Regions from separate parts of the Sus scrofa genome. Here region 2 is linked to region 1. The links are chromatin contacts, called in public promoter capture Hi-C maps. All regions are on one chromosome and are shown on one strand. The core of a region is the stretch at or near the end of the contact, and the rest is flanking DNA. Distances in the headings are between cores, read along the strand shown.

Region 1 (5,832 bases), core at 715-3,214:
CACAGCAACGACAGATCCTTAACCCACTGAGCAGGCCAGGGATTGAATGGCATCCTCATGGTTCCCAGTCGGGTTTGTTTATCATTGAGCCATGAAGGGAATTCCTCCCACGTCTTTCCTATTAAATTAACGGGAAAAGGAAGAGATACATTTGAGAAACACAAATCAAACCCACAAAGAAATATTTCCTCATACCTGTCAGAAGGGCTATCATCAAAAAGACCACAAATAACAAATGTTGGCAAGGATGTGGAGAAAAGGGAACCTTCCTACACTGTTGGTGAGAATGTAGATTGGTGTAGCCACTATAGAAAACGGTTTGGATGTTCCTTTCAAAAAACTTAAGATAGAACTATCATATGATCCAGCAATTCCACTCCTAGGACTATATCCAAGGAAAATGAAAACATAATTTGAAAAGAAACATGCACCCAATATTCATAGCAGCATAATTAACAATAGTCAAGATGTGGAAACAATAGACGAATGGATAAAGAAGATGCGATATATATATATATATCGATATATATATGTATCTATATATCACACAATATATATACCAATGGCAATGGATTTTGCCATTTGTAACAACTTGGATGAACTTGCAGGTTATCATGCTTAGCAAAATAAGGCAGAGAAATATTATATACTATAACATATGTGAAATTAACATAAATAAATAAATAAATATAACAAAACAGAAACAGACTCACTGACATAGAGAACAAACTAGGGGTTACCTACCACTAAGGAGAGGGAAGCAGGGAGGGGCAAGACAGGGATACATACTCCCTGCAAGGAGTTAAGAGGCACAAACTTCTATGTGTCAAATAAATAAGCTACATACATTGCACAGCACAGGGAATATTGCCAATGTTTTATAATAACTTTTAATGGAGTAACAGCTATAAAAGTATTGAATCACTAAAACTAATATTTTAAATCTGCAATAAAAAAAAAAGAAAGAAAAAGTGAGTGATTCAGAGTAAATCCTTGGAGGTACAAGGTAAGATATGACCCTCACTGAATGTTCTTTATGATTCTCCCAAGGCCGTGGTGCAGACACTGAGAACTTGTTTCTTCCTCAGTGCCACTCCCGGCTGCCACCCCACCCACCCTGCCACACCTGAGGATTCATGGCAGTGACAACAGCAGGGCCAGGACACTGCAAGCGGGACTTTAGGTGCGGGCTGCATGCTAACATATGGTTTTTATTTGGAGAAACCTCAAAGTAGTAAATGAAAAAGGCAGATGAAGTGGGCTTAAATAGGTAGAGATCTGTGGTAGGGACTGCCGCAGACAGGACGTGAATTTATCTGGGGAAGAAGCACTTCCAAGATCAAAATGACCGTTTGTTAATTTCAGCGTGTTCACGCATAAAGTGCTTATTGCGTCCTCCTTAAGACCCAGACACGGTGCTAGGCAGCAGGAATATGCTGATAAATAAAACATGGTCTTTCTGTCAAAGGGCTGGCAACACAGTAGGGAAGGCGGGGATGTAAACAGTTACGAGTCTGAAGCAGCCAAGGTACAAGGTACAAAGGTGGAGCCCAGCAGGAAGTGCCCACCTCTGCCGGGGAGGGTCAGGGACCCGCTCCCGGGTTCGGTACACGCATCCAAAAGGAGTGCGGCAATGACCCAGGTGCAATTTGAATACCCATCTCAAAGGGCTCGAAACTTAAATACAGTACAGTTGAAAATCAGACCATGATTCCACTTTTGGGATTAAGTGTTTAGCTGATATGGCTCAGATTAAAATGTGTACACGTTGAAGCGCTGAGAAGAAAAGCGTTGGGTGGGAAAAGGACACAAGTAAGGGGAAAACGAGGCTGTGCGGCCGCTGGCCTTAGCTCCCCGCAGCTCCAGGGCAGGGTTAACTCACCCACCCGGTGTAACCCGAGCCCGGCCCCGCCTCCCCCGCGCGCGCCTGGGCCGGCCGGGCAGGTCGGGGCGGCGCGCTCTGAGTCACCGGAATCTAGGTGGGGCCGGCGCCGCGCCCCCGCGGCCAGCCGGGAGTCGCGTCCTCCCGGAGCCGCCTCCCCGCGGCTTCTTCCCTTTTGTCGCGCTCCCCGCGCTCCGGGGCCACTCTCTGCCTGCATCCGAGCCACGCGCGTTCCTCTCCTCCGCGCCACCACCGTCGAGATGCTGCGCTGCGGCCTGGCCTGCGAGCGCTGCAGGTGGATCCTGCCCCTGCTGCTGCTCAGCGCCATTGCCTTCGACATTATCGCGCTGGCCGGCCGCGGCTGGCTGCAGTCAAGCGACCATGTCCAGACGTCCTCGCTGTGGTGGAAGTGTTCTCAGGAGGGCGGCGGCAGCGGGTCCTACGAGGAAGGCTGCCAGAGTCTCATGGATTACGGTGAGTGCCGCCGCCTCCGGGAAGTCCTCCTGGCTGCCGCTGGGGAAGCGCCAGCGCCTTAGGAGTGCGCGGCCTGCGAAAGCCGCCCCAGGAGAAGGGACTAAACAGAGTCGGGTTCATGGCCGATTCGACAGAAATCTCTTTAGAGTTTAGGTTCATCATCCGACCCGAACAAAATAAAGCCTTGAGTGATCAAGGCTCGACACTGGAAGAAAACAGCCCTTGTTCAAACTATGTTTTTTTCGTAGGATTTGTGGGTACAGAGGAAAAAAAAAAAGATTTCAGCCATTTGAAAAGAGTTTGAGTAGACGTAATGAACAAAGTATACTTTTCTTGGAGATCTACTGAAATTTCTTCCCATTCAGCCTCCTCTGGTTCTTTTTTCATCATTAAAATTTAAGTATTCAAAACGCGTACCTTCCCTAATATTGCTATAATATTCGTTTAACTTGAACTAAGAGAAAGCTGCTCGTCCTTTGAAAAAGCCTTTTCGGTTAAAGTTTTAGCAGTGATAATTTCAGCAGTTATGCAGTGTTTAACGCCTCAGGGTAGTTCTCATTAGGGAGTGTCTTTTTGGTTGAAACCCGGCCTTGCTGTTTAGAAAACTTTATTGTAATCTGATTTGAAAATCTAAAAAGCAAACGTAGCTTCTACGCCAGCGAAATGAAGCAGAGTTGATAAATTTGATCTGTTGCAGAGTGTTATTTTTCCAGCGTGGAGGAAGCCTCAGTGCCTAAGTTGTTAGTAGAAGTGGCTGGAGAGGAGCTTGCTCTGGTCTGTGGCCACCTCCTGCTCCCTGGGGGTTGGGAAGAACAGCTGGGGGGTCCATAGTGATTCGCGACGTGTGGGGGTGGGGGTGGGGTTGGGGCGGGGGGTAGTTTAAGGAAGAGCCGTAATCGGAAGCTTGAAGCCCCCTACTGCTGAATGGGGCCTTACCACCTGAGTTTAACAGTGTTGAACCGACAAAGAAGGGGACCTTGCTTTCTTCCTTTCTCTGCTAGGACCTTTTGACTTGCCCCTCACCCCCGGAAGTGGCCCAGGGCTTCGAACCAAACTCTATTTGTGGGGCCCAGTACCGGGGGCTTGGTGCTTTATTTTATCCACTGTGGAATTATTTGGAAGTTCGCACAAGGAATTTTCCCCCCAAAGGAGGCAAAGTATAAGGAGTAAATGGGATTCCTAGTTTACTTAAAGTCTGTTTTCCCTCTCTTAAAACCCAAACATCATGCATGACAGGGTTTGTGTTACCCCAAGGCTTTTAGGTTTTTGAAGGGAATTCCTTTGAAATACTGTTTCTATCTTCAGGTTAAAATGCATTGGAGTTCAGTATCTTGTATGGGACTTCATAGGCCTGCTTAAAATAAGTGTGGTTTTAAACAGACTTTGATAATCATATCTCACTGCAAAGACTAATATAATATAGATTCAAAGACTATTTAGCGATCCTCAGCATATGAATTAGGAAGGTTAGTGCCCTGCCGGAGGGGAGAGGGATGCAGGCAGAACCTCCATCAGCACTTTTGCTGGGACATGATCTGGCCTGCAAGGCTCTGGCTGTGACCACAGCCCTCTTGGGAAACACACACAATGCAGTTTCTATTTTTCTTGAGGTGCAGGATGAACTCACCTTCCAAGGGTGTGGCTCTTCCAACCTCAGGCTGATAGAGTGCTTTGTATATAGAAGGGAGTAGGCAGGTTTTTTTTTCTCAGTTTAATTTTTTAATTAGACAGGAGTCTAAAGCCTTAACTTTTTTTTTAATTGTAAAGAAAACACGGATCCAGCATATAGTTGATGTTTCAGTTTGATATAGAAATTAGTCTTTTCCAAAGTTTGGTTTGCCAGGTAAATCTCCAGGAATCTAGGACTACCTTTCTGATTTTCATAAATGGGTGGTGGCCTTTGCATTGCAATTTAGTTATTCCTGTGACCTTTACAAAGATAATCAAGTGCGAATTATGTGCTAGACATGGCTTTTGCTCAAGCCCTAGAGTCAGATCGTGAACCTCGCAGTCACTGTCATTAGGTGACCGTGGGAAGAAGAAAATGGCCATGAACTCAGCAGCAGCGGTCCATTCCAGGCTCTTAAAGTCAGAGATGAGGTGGAGTGGTTATTACACTTCTGCTCTGTCTCCTGCCCTGGACTCGTGGCTACTTTTGCCTCTACAGGTGTAGAAATTGTGTGTTCCTACACCATGGAACGATTATCTAGGCGTCTCTGAACTCTTGAGATTTTCAGATAGCTTCAGTTAGGTCTTGCCGAAAACAGTACCTTCACATGAGGTCATACTTTATCTCAGAGCAGTTGACACATACTCCCACGTATATACAGACACAACAAGGAGTAAGGTGGATGACTCTAATTAAAATTATATCTCAATATAGAGAATTAAGTGTGACTCTAATTAAAATTATATCTCAATATAGAGAATTAAGTGTATATATCCACTTTTTAAAAACTTCCTCTATGTACTAGAAAATAAACCTTGCGATTTACCATTGTAACTATGAAGAAAGTATACCTTTTGATTACAAAGTGCTCTGCTCTCTTTTATTACCTGATATTTATGATATTAATATGTTCATTTTGGTATCAAAGACATAGGTAGTTTACTCCTGGCAGGTACTGGCGATAATGCTCAATAATATCAATGTTTTTAATAAAGATAACTAGTTCCTTAGAATTATGTAAAAAGCAGAATGTTATATTCTTCGCTGTTGTTAACAGTTTTTTTTTAAAGAATTTCAGATTACCATATCACCTCATTTTCCTCATCAATGAGCCAAATTATACACTGAATATTTCCTTTTACATAATCGTAACAACTGAATAAATACAAATACTTGTTTGAATTAAAAAAAAATCATGGTTTCCATTTCTCAAAACAGGAAAAGAAAAATCTACATTTAAACACTAAAATGATCATGCAAATTTCATGTATAAATAAAATGCAAAATTAAATCTGAATCCATGCTCTCACATACCATTTGTGTACTGCCGGCACTTTCTTTTCCAGTTTTAGGAAAGTGTACCTCAAGAGGATATTTTCAGCATCAGGGATGTAGATTTCAAGTCCTAAGCAAGCTCTGACTCAGGGTGGAGACGAATGGAAATAAGTTTGTGGATAAATTACTGGGATAAGAGAGATGAATTTCTGCTCCAGGAAAGACAGTGGGGATCAGAGAGGCGGCCTTGGAGAGCCTTTGCCTTAGATCTCAGCTCACAAGTACTCATTTTTACCATAGCAGGCACTGAATGTTTTCTTGCATAAAATCAGCCTTGGATACGTCAAAGAATCAGATTATTATATGAAATACTTTTAGATCATCTAGCCCTGTGGTTCTTAAATGCACAGGAAAGGAGAAGGATAAGTACAAAGTTAGTAGGTTTACATGAGGCTAAATTCAATTTAAAGGATTTCATTTTGGGATTACGTTCTTGTGGCCTTTTGGGGGGGCAGGGTGAGGTATTCATATA
Region 2 (6,059 bases), core at 2,847-5,346, 85 kb after region 1:
AGCAATGGGAGATCTGAGCTGGTCTTTGACCTCCACCACGGCTCACAGGCAATGCCAGATCCTTAACCCACTGAGCGGGGCCAGTGATTGAACTCTCGTCCTCATGGATACCAGTCGGGTTCATTACCCCTGAGCCACAACAACTCCCTCCCCAGCATTTTCAAGACCATTCATTCCTGTGCTGTTTGCAGTAGCCTGGCTTGGGGAGGAGCAAGATGATTCATGGGAGATCTGTCTTTTGAAAAATCCTGTGAGGCTGTCTTCACTTCAAGCGAGATTTAGTAACAGGATATTTTTTTCAAAACGAAGACGACGGATGTCACACATTTATATGTATGTATTTCTACCTGGCAATAATAAAAGGCTGTATAAATAATATTAAAACATCACATTAAGCAGGAAGAAAAGTTGGGTAGATAATGTATTTTATGGCTCCTTTTCTATGATGCTACCTGAATTGGACTCCCCTATTCAGTCATTTGCTGAAATTATCCCCAACAAGAGTATTGTTGCTATATTTAAAGACAAAAATGGCTCAGTCACCTTGTCATTTCTCTCGTTACAATTCATTTCTCTCCAGGAGCAATCAATGACGTCCCAGGGGCCCTCGTCAATGGAATTTCATGTGTAGGCTTTCCATTATCCTGTTCCCACCCCGCCTCAAGTTTCAGGACTGATTTATTCATTTTTGAACCTGTGTGACCATGGTCACTAGAGCTTCTTTGGGTCCCATCCCAGAGGACATTTAATATTTGAAGGTAGCTGGATCCATACTTGCTGAACACAACACAAATCTGGAGTTGCTATAGAAAGAAAAGCTCAGCAAATACAGGTCTGATTCACAGTTTTTTAAATGATTAACTCCACACCCTTCCCCGCCCTAGCCGTCCAGGAGCAAATCACCCTTTAGGGACTTCATGAGTTAAGAGAACATGCTCAACATAAAGGAATATGTCATAGAGGAATATGTCTTCTAAATGCACTTAGTGAGATACTATACGTTTCAATACAGTTTCAACATACAGGCTAATCTGTATGTTTACATCCTTTGTGAAACTGAAAATATTATGATATGTTTCAACATGCAGTGAAAATTATTCCTTAAATAGCAGTCCTGAATTCTTCCAAAGTCTCCTTAACTATCTGACCCTTTGATAAAATATGAACCATTTCAAATTCATGAAGGAACCTCTCCTCTGTATTTCACTGTGCTAAAATCCTGAATTCTTCCAAAGTCTCATTAACTATCTGGCCCTTTGATAAAACATGAACCACTCCACCCTTGAGAGTGGGGAGTATGTAACTTTGGGGTAAATGTAATCAATAGAAAGAGCCGCCTTAGGTAATGTACGAAAACATTTTGGTACTACACATAACTAGATTAGTATAGCTAACAATTCATAAGGGAAGACGTTGACAGTTTAAGAGCTTACAACTTCCTTGTTCAAACTCTCCTTGAAGACGCTCTCTAGCTGTCAGCACTCATTCATTCGTGATCTGCTCCTCACTAGGTACTTTCGGGGAATAACATATGGAATGTACATCTACATGTCTCTGGGTTTTTCCTGTCCATTGGAAAGTGGGCTCCTGGAGGTGCTGGAGAGCATTGTTGCTCTACAAGAGTATTCTAAAATGAACCACGAGGACCACCATGGCATCAAGGGTATTTTCAGTTAGACAATCCCTTCTACACATTTCAAATTCATGAAGGAACCTCTCCTCTGTATTTCACTGTGCTAAAGTCTCAATAACCACGAAACCTCTGGCTTTTCAGTTTAAAACACTGTTACTTCTCAGCATCATTTAAAGTTAATCAGGGATTTCTTGGGCACTTACTATATTTAGCTAGAAGCTGGGGAAATCTACAAAGAGGAATGGAAGCCGACCACAAGAATTTATATTTTAGCCAGGACTCTAAGCCACATGTGTGTGAAGAGCTGATACTGACAGAAGGTATTGTCAGGAAAAAAATCAGAAGTCATAATTGTTACTCTTAAAACTTACTGAAAGTTTTGAGTATATAAAATATTGCATAACTAAAATGAAAAGTTTAAAGATGATGAAAATAATGCAGAGATGAACAAACCATTATTTTCATCTCTATGCAGGGTACTGCGCCTTACACACAGCGGCTCCTTTATGTTAGCAAAACTCAAATTTTTGATTCCACTTGCTGCGAACGTTGGTAGCCATCACCTGTACTCTGGCGCCACCTGGAGGCAGTCTTGCGCCAGGCAGAGGACACAAAACAAATGAGAGTCTGTAATTGGAGTGACCATTACAGATGCACTCTGCTTTAAAACTTGGAAATTCCTGAGCCTCCTTTGTTGAGAGAAAGTGGAACTCACCACTATATATGACATAATAATGTCATCAACTTCAACTTTATTATTCCTTCTAGGCATTAAACATGATTTTCCAATGTGATACAAAAATCAATATTTTGATTATTAAAAATACTGATTAAATATTAAATACACTGATTAATAAAAATGTCAAACACACATGGCATACAAATTTTCCAAGAATCAGGACATGGCAAATATAATTGATAGTACATTAAGTGTAGTGGAATTGATAGGATATTAAGTGTGTGGGAATCTTTTCTTGATGTCTAGAAGAAACTTCTGCATTGTTACTGCCTTGGTAACCACTGTAAACATTAAAATATAAATCTAGAAGATATACTGAAGGCTCAGTTGGTAGTGACAATTCAAAATTTAGCAGCTGAGATCAGCTATTATAAAAAAGGAAGAATGTTAAGGATATTTATGATTATTATATTAACTATAATTTCTATTATAAGGCTAAACTGAAGAAACACTTAAAGTGAGAAAGATAGTTCTCACTCATCCATACTGTAATTATGTATATATTAGTTTGAAGATATATCTAAATTTGACCATAAATGCCCAGCTCTGGGAAGTTGGAGTGCAACTTGTTTTTTTTCTTTAAAAAAGAGGGACATTCCATAAAACTCAGCAATGGCAATTCCAAATGAGTTGTAAATTTATCACCCCCAAAAAACCTGCATAAGGATGTTTTTAGCTGCTTTGTTCATGATGGTCAAAATTTGGACCAAGACCTTCTTCAAGAGGTGAATGAATAAATAATCCTGGTGACACATTAAGGCAGCAGACTTCAGTACTAAAAAAGAAATGGGCTATCAAGCCGTGAAAAGACATGGAGGAACTTTAGATGTATATTCCTAAGTGAAAGAAACCAGTCTGAAAGTGTTCTATGCTGTGTGATTCTGACTGTGTGACATCCTGTAAATGACAAAACTAAGGAAACAGTAAAAAAAAAAAAAAAAAAAAAAAAAGTCAGTAGTTGCCAGGAGGCAGGGGGAGGGTGGAATGAAAGGCAGGACACAGAAGATATTTTAGGGCAGGAAACTTACTCTATTTGATTCCATAATGGTGGATATACATCATTATACATTTGCCAAAACCCATAGAATGCACAGTATTAAGTGCTGACAAAACCTACCCTCAAAATCATGTTCACGTTACAGTCATGACGAGCTTATTTTTGAAAGAAAACTTGGGGAACTTTATCTGACAAATGTGGGAACAGTGGGAGAAACTATTCAAAGTCTGTGCTACTTATATGAACCCTTGACTTGAACTAAAATGTAAGCAGGATTTTCTAGGAGGGACTGCCTTACCTGAAAAATGTGAGCACTCAGAATTTCTGGCATCAGCATCCAGCATCTATGGAGAGCAAGATCATGCCAGATTTGCCGTCTCACCCATAGGGTAATTTCAGGATCCTTCAATACTCTCAGTTACCAACTCTGTCTTAAAAGCTACTTAAGTTTCTGTGTGCAAAGCCATTCTCAAGGAATGTCTATTTTCCTCAAGTCTTTTCATTGACTTGTTTCTTCTCCTGCTTTGGATACCAAACCTTAGAAAACAATTTGCAACTAAGAAGACACTGGGGCACAGGAATTAAATTGTGTCTTTGTTTATTCATTCGCAGAGTAAAAACTTCCCGAGCATTTGTCATGGACCCTGCACAGTTCTAGGTACTAGGGACTACATAAATAAAGCAGGTAAAGTCCCACCCCTTCTGGGTCTGACACGAGAGTGGGGAAGCATGACCACAAGCAGGTGTCTGGTGGTGATAAGGGCTGTTCAGAAAAATAAGCAGAGGGAAGTGTATTAGAGGTGTCAGGGGCTGAGCACAGAAGTGAGGGAGCTGCCATGTTTGTTTTGAGGATGGAGACTCAGGAGGAGTGAGGAGCCAGAACCAAAGCTGAGGCAGGAATGGGCCTGGTGTGTGTTTGAGGAACAGCATGGGCTGTGGCAGAGCGAGCAAAGGGAGATGAGATCGGAGAAGAAAGGAGAGGCAGGTCGTTCAGGGACTGTAGGCCACCCAAAGCCTCTGGCTTTTACTCAGAACAAGATGGGAGCCATTGCAAGTGTCTGGGCATAGTTGTGACACGTGGGAGTTACATTTTTAAATGTAGCAGCATTGGCTGCTATACTGCACATAGTTGGAGGTAGGGGAGGCTAGGAATCAGGCACCGCTAGGATCAATATGAACTTGTTGACAAAGACAAGTCATTACTCAAAATACCAAATTCTAAACTCAAACCTCAGTGGCATCTTACGTCTCAAAATAATTGTCCTTCTCAAAATAATTCTCATGGAATCAACCTAAATGTCCATTCACAGAGGAACAGATAAAGAAGCGGCACATATATACAATGGAATATTACTCAGGCATAACAAGAATGAAATAATATATTTGCTGCAATGTGGATGGACCTGGAGATTATCATACTAAGTGAAGTAGATCAGACGAAGGCAAGTATCATGAGATCACTTTTGTGTGGAGTCTAATAAAAATGACACAAATAACTTATAAAACAGAAACAAACCCACAGATTTCAAAATCCAGTTTATGGTTACCAAAAGGGAAAATGTAGTGGGGGGGGGTAAATTAGGGGGAATGGAATTAACTGTACACACTACTATGCATAAAATAGATAACTAACAAGGACCTACCTTATAGCACAGGGAAATCGACTCAGTATTCTGTAAAAATCTATGTGGGAAAAAAGATGGAATGTATGCATATCTGCTGTTCACCTGAAATTAATATGACAGTGGAAGTCAACTATTCTCCAATAAAATTTAAAAAAGTAAAGATAGGGAGTTCCGGTCATGGCGCAGCATAAATGAATCCACCTAGAAACCATGAGATTGCAGGTTCTATCCCTGGCCTCGCTCAGCAGGTTAAGGATCCCGTGTTGCTGTGAGCCGTGGTGTAGGTTGAAAACGTGGCTCAGATCCTGCATTGCTGTGGCTGTGGCCTAGGCCAGCAGCTGCAGCTCTGATTGGACCCCTAGCCTGGGAACGTTCATGTGCTGCAGGTGTGGCCCTGAAAAGCAAATAAATAAATATAAAAAATAAAGATAACTCTCATGTTCTACAAACAAGGTGGTCCACAGATTGCCACGTGCCTTCCTTTCCTTACCTCCCCGGCGCCCCCTATTGATCATAATCAGAACTGAGATGTTCTGGCACAGACTGATTTGAGAGCCCAGGTTCCTGGCACCCAGCCACCTGTCTAACATGGGGAAGAGAAAGAGCGAAGCGAGAGTAAAGTGAACGTCATAGACTGGGATTCCCTATTGGAGAAGCCTGAACAAATGACCATTTTCACAGGGCTTCCCTGGAGATTCCCTTTTGAACTCTGGCTGCGCTGTATGAGTCTGCTCCCCCAATCCCAGAAGCGTGTCAAGGAGAGTGGAATCACAGAGTAAACTCTCTTAGATGTTTCTCATACAGAAGGGAGATGAACCATGTAGACTGTGTCATGTGTGGTCCTGGCCAAGAAGATGAGAGGGCCCTAAAGAAGGAAAGATAATGCGGGGAGCACCAGGGCACACTTAATCAGGATTCATGGGTCTCACTGCTCCGGTTTGTGTGTGGTGTGTGTGTGTGTGTGTGTGTGTGTGTGTGTTTGGGGGGGGGGGAGAGGGATGAGCTAGAAGTCCTGTCTAGAATTTCCTGAAGTCCAGAGAAAGCTGTGTTGTGTCTGATGGGAAG

The links. Promoter capture Hi-C pulls out the DNA fragments that hold promoters and counts their contacts.
Region 2: a promoter capture Hi-C map of fetal liver shows a contact between it and region 1, with 3 times the contacts expected there. The contact joins the enhancer-like site here to the promoter of PERP in region 1. A contact is called at or near these places in 2 of 5 promoter capture datasets (fetal liver and liver), 29 of 47 Hi-C or Micro-C datasets (adipose tissue, alveolar macrophages, blood and 15 more) and 2 of 2 datasets of contacts at active chromatin or transcription factors (alveolar macrophages and skeletal muscle).

What each region holds. Positions count from the first base shown.
Region 1 is chr1:26,299,290-26,305,121 of Sscrofa11.1, forward strand. It overlaps PERP (PERP, TP53 apoptosis effector), which reads left to right and starts at 1,965. Exons shown (of 3, transcript NM_001244825.1): 1 at 1,965-2,356. The coding sequence starts at 2,143.
Region 2 is chr1:26,382,410-26,388,468 of Sscrofa11.1, forward strand. No RefSeq gene overlaps it. Among named protein-coding and RNA genes, the nearest start is that of PERP, 84 kb to the left of the region's middle. Within about 2 kb of position 4,097, at least 1 of the 83 cell types and tissues checked has an H3K27ac peak or open chromatin away from gene starts, as enhancers often do. A contact at or near this core is called in fetal liver, where this site is marked.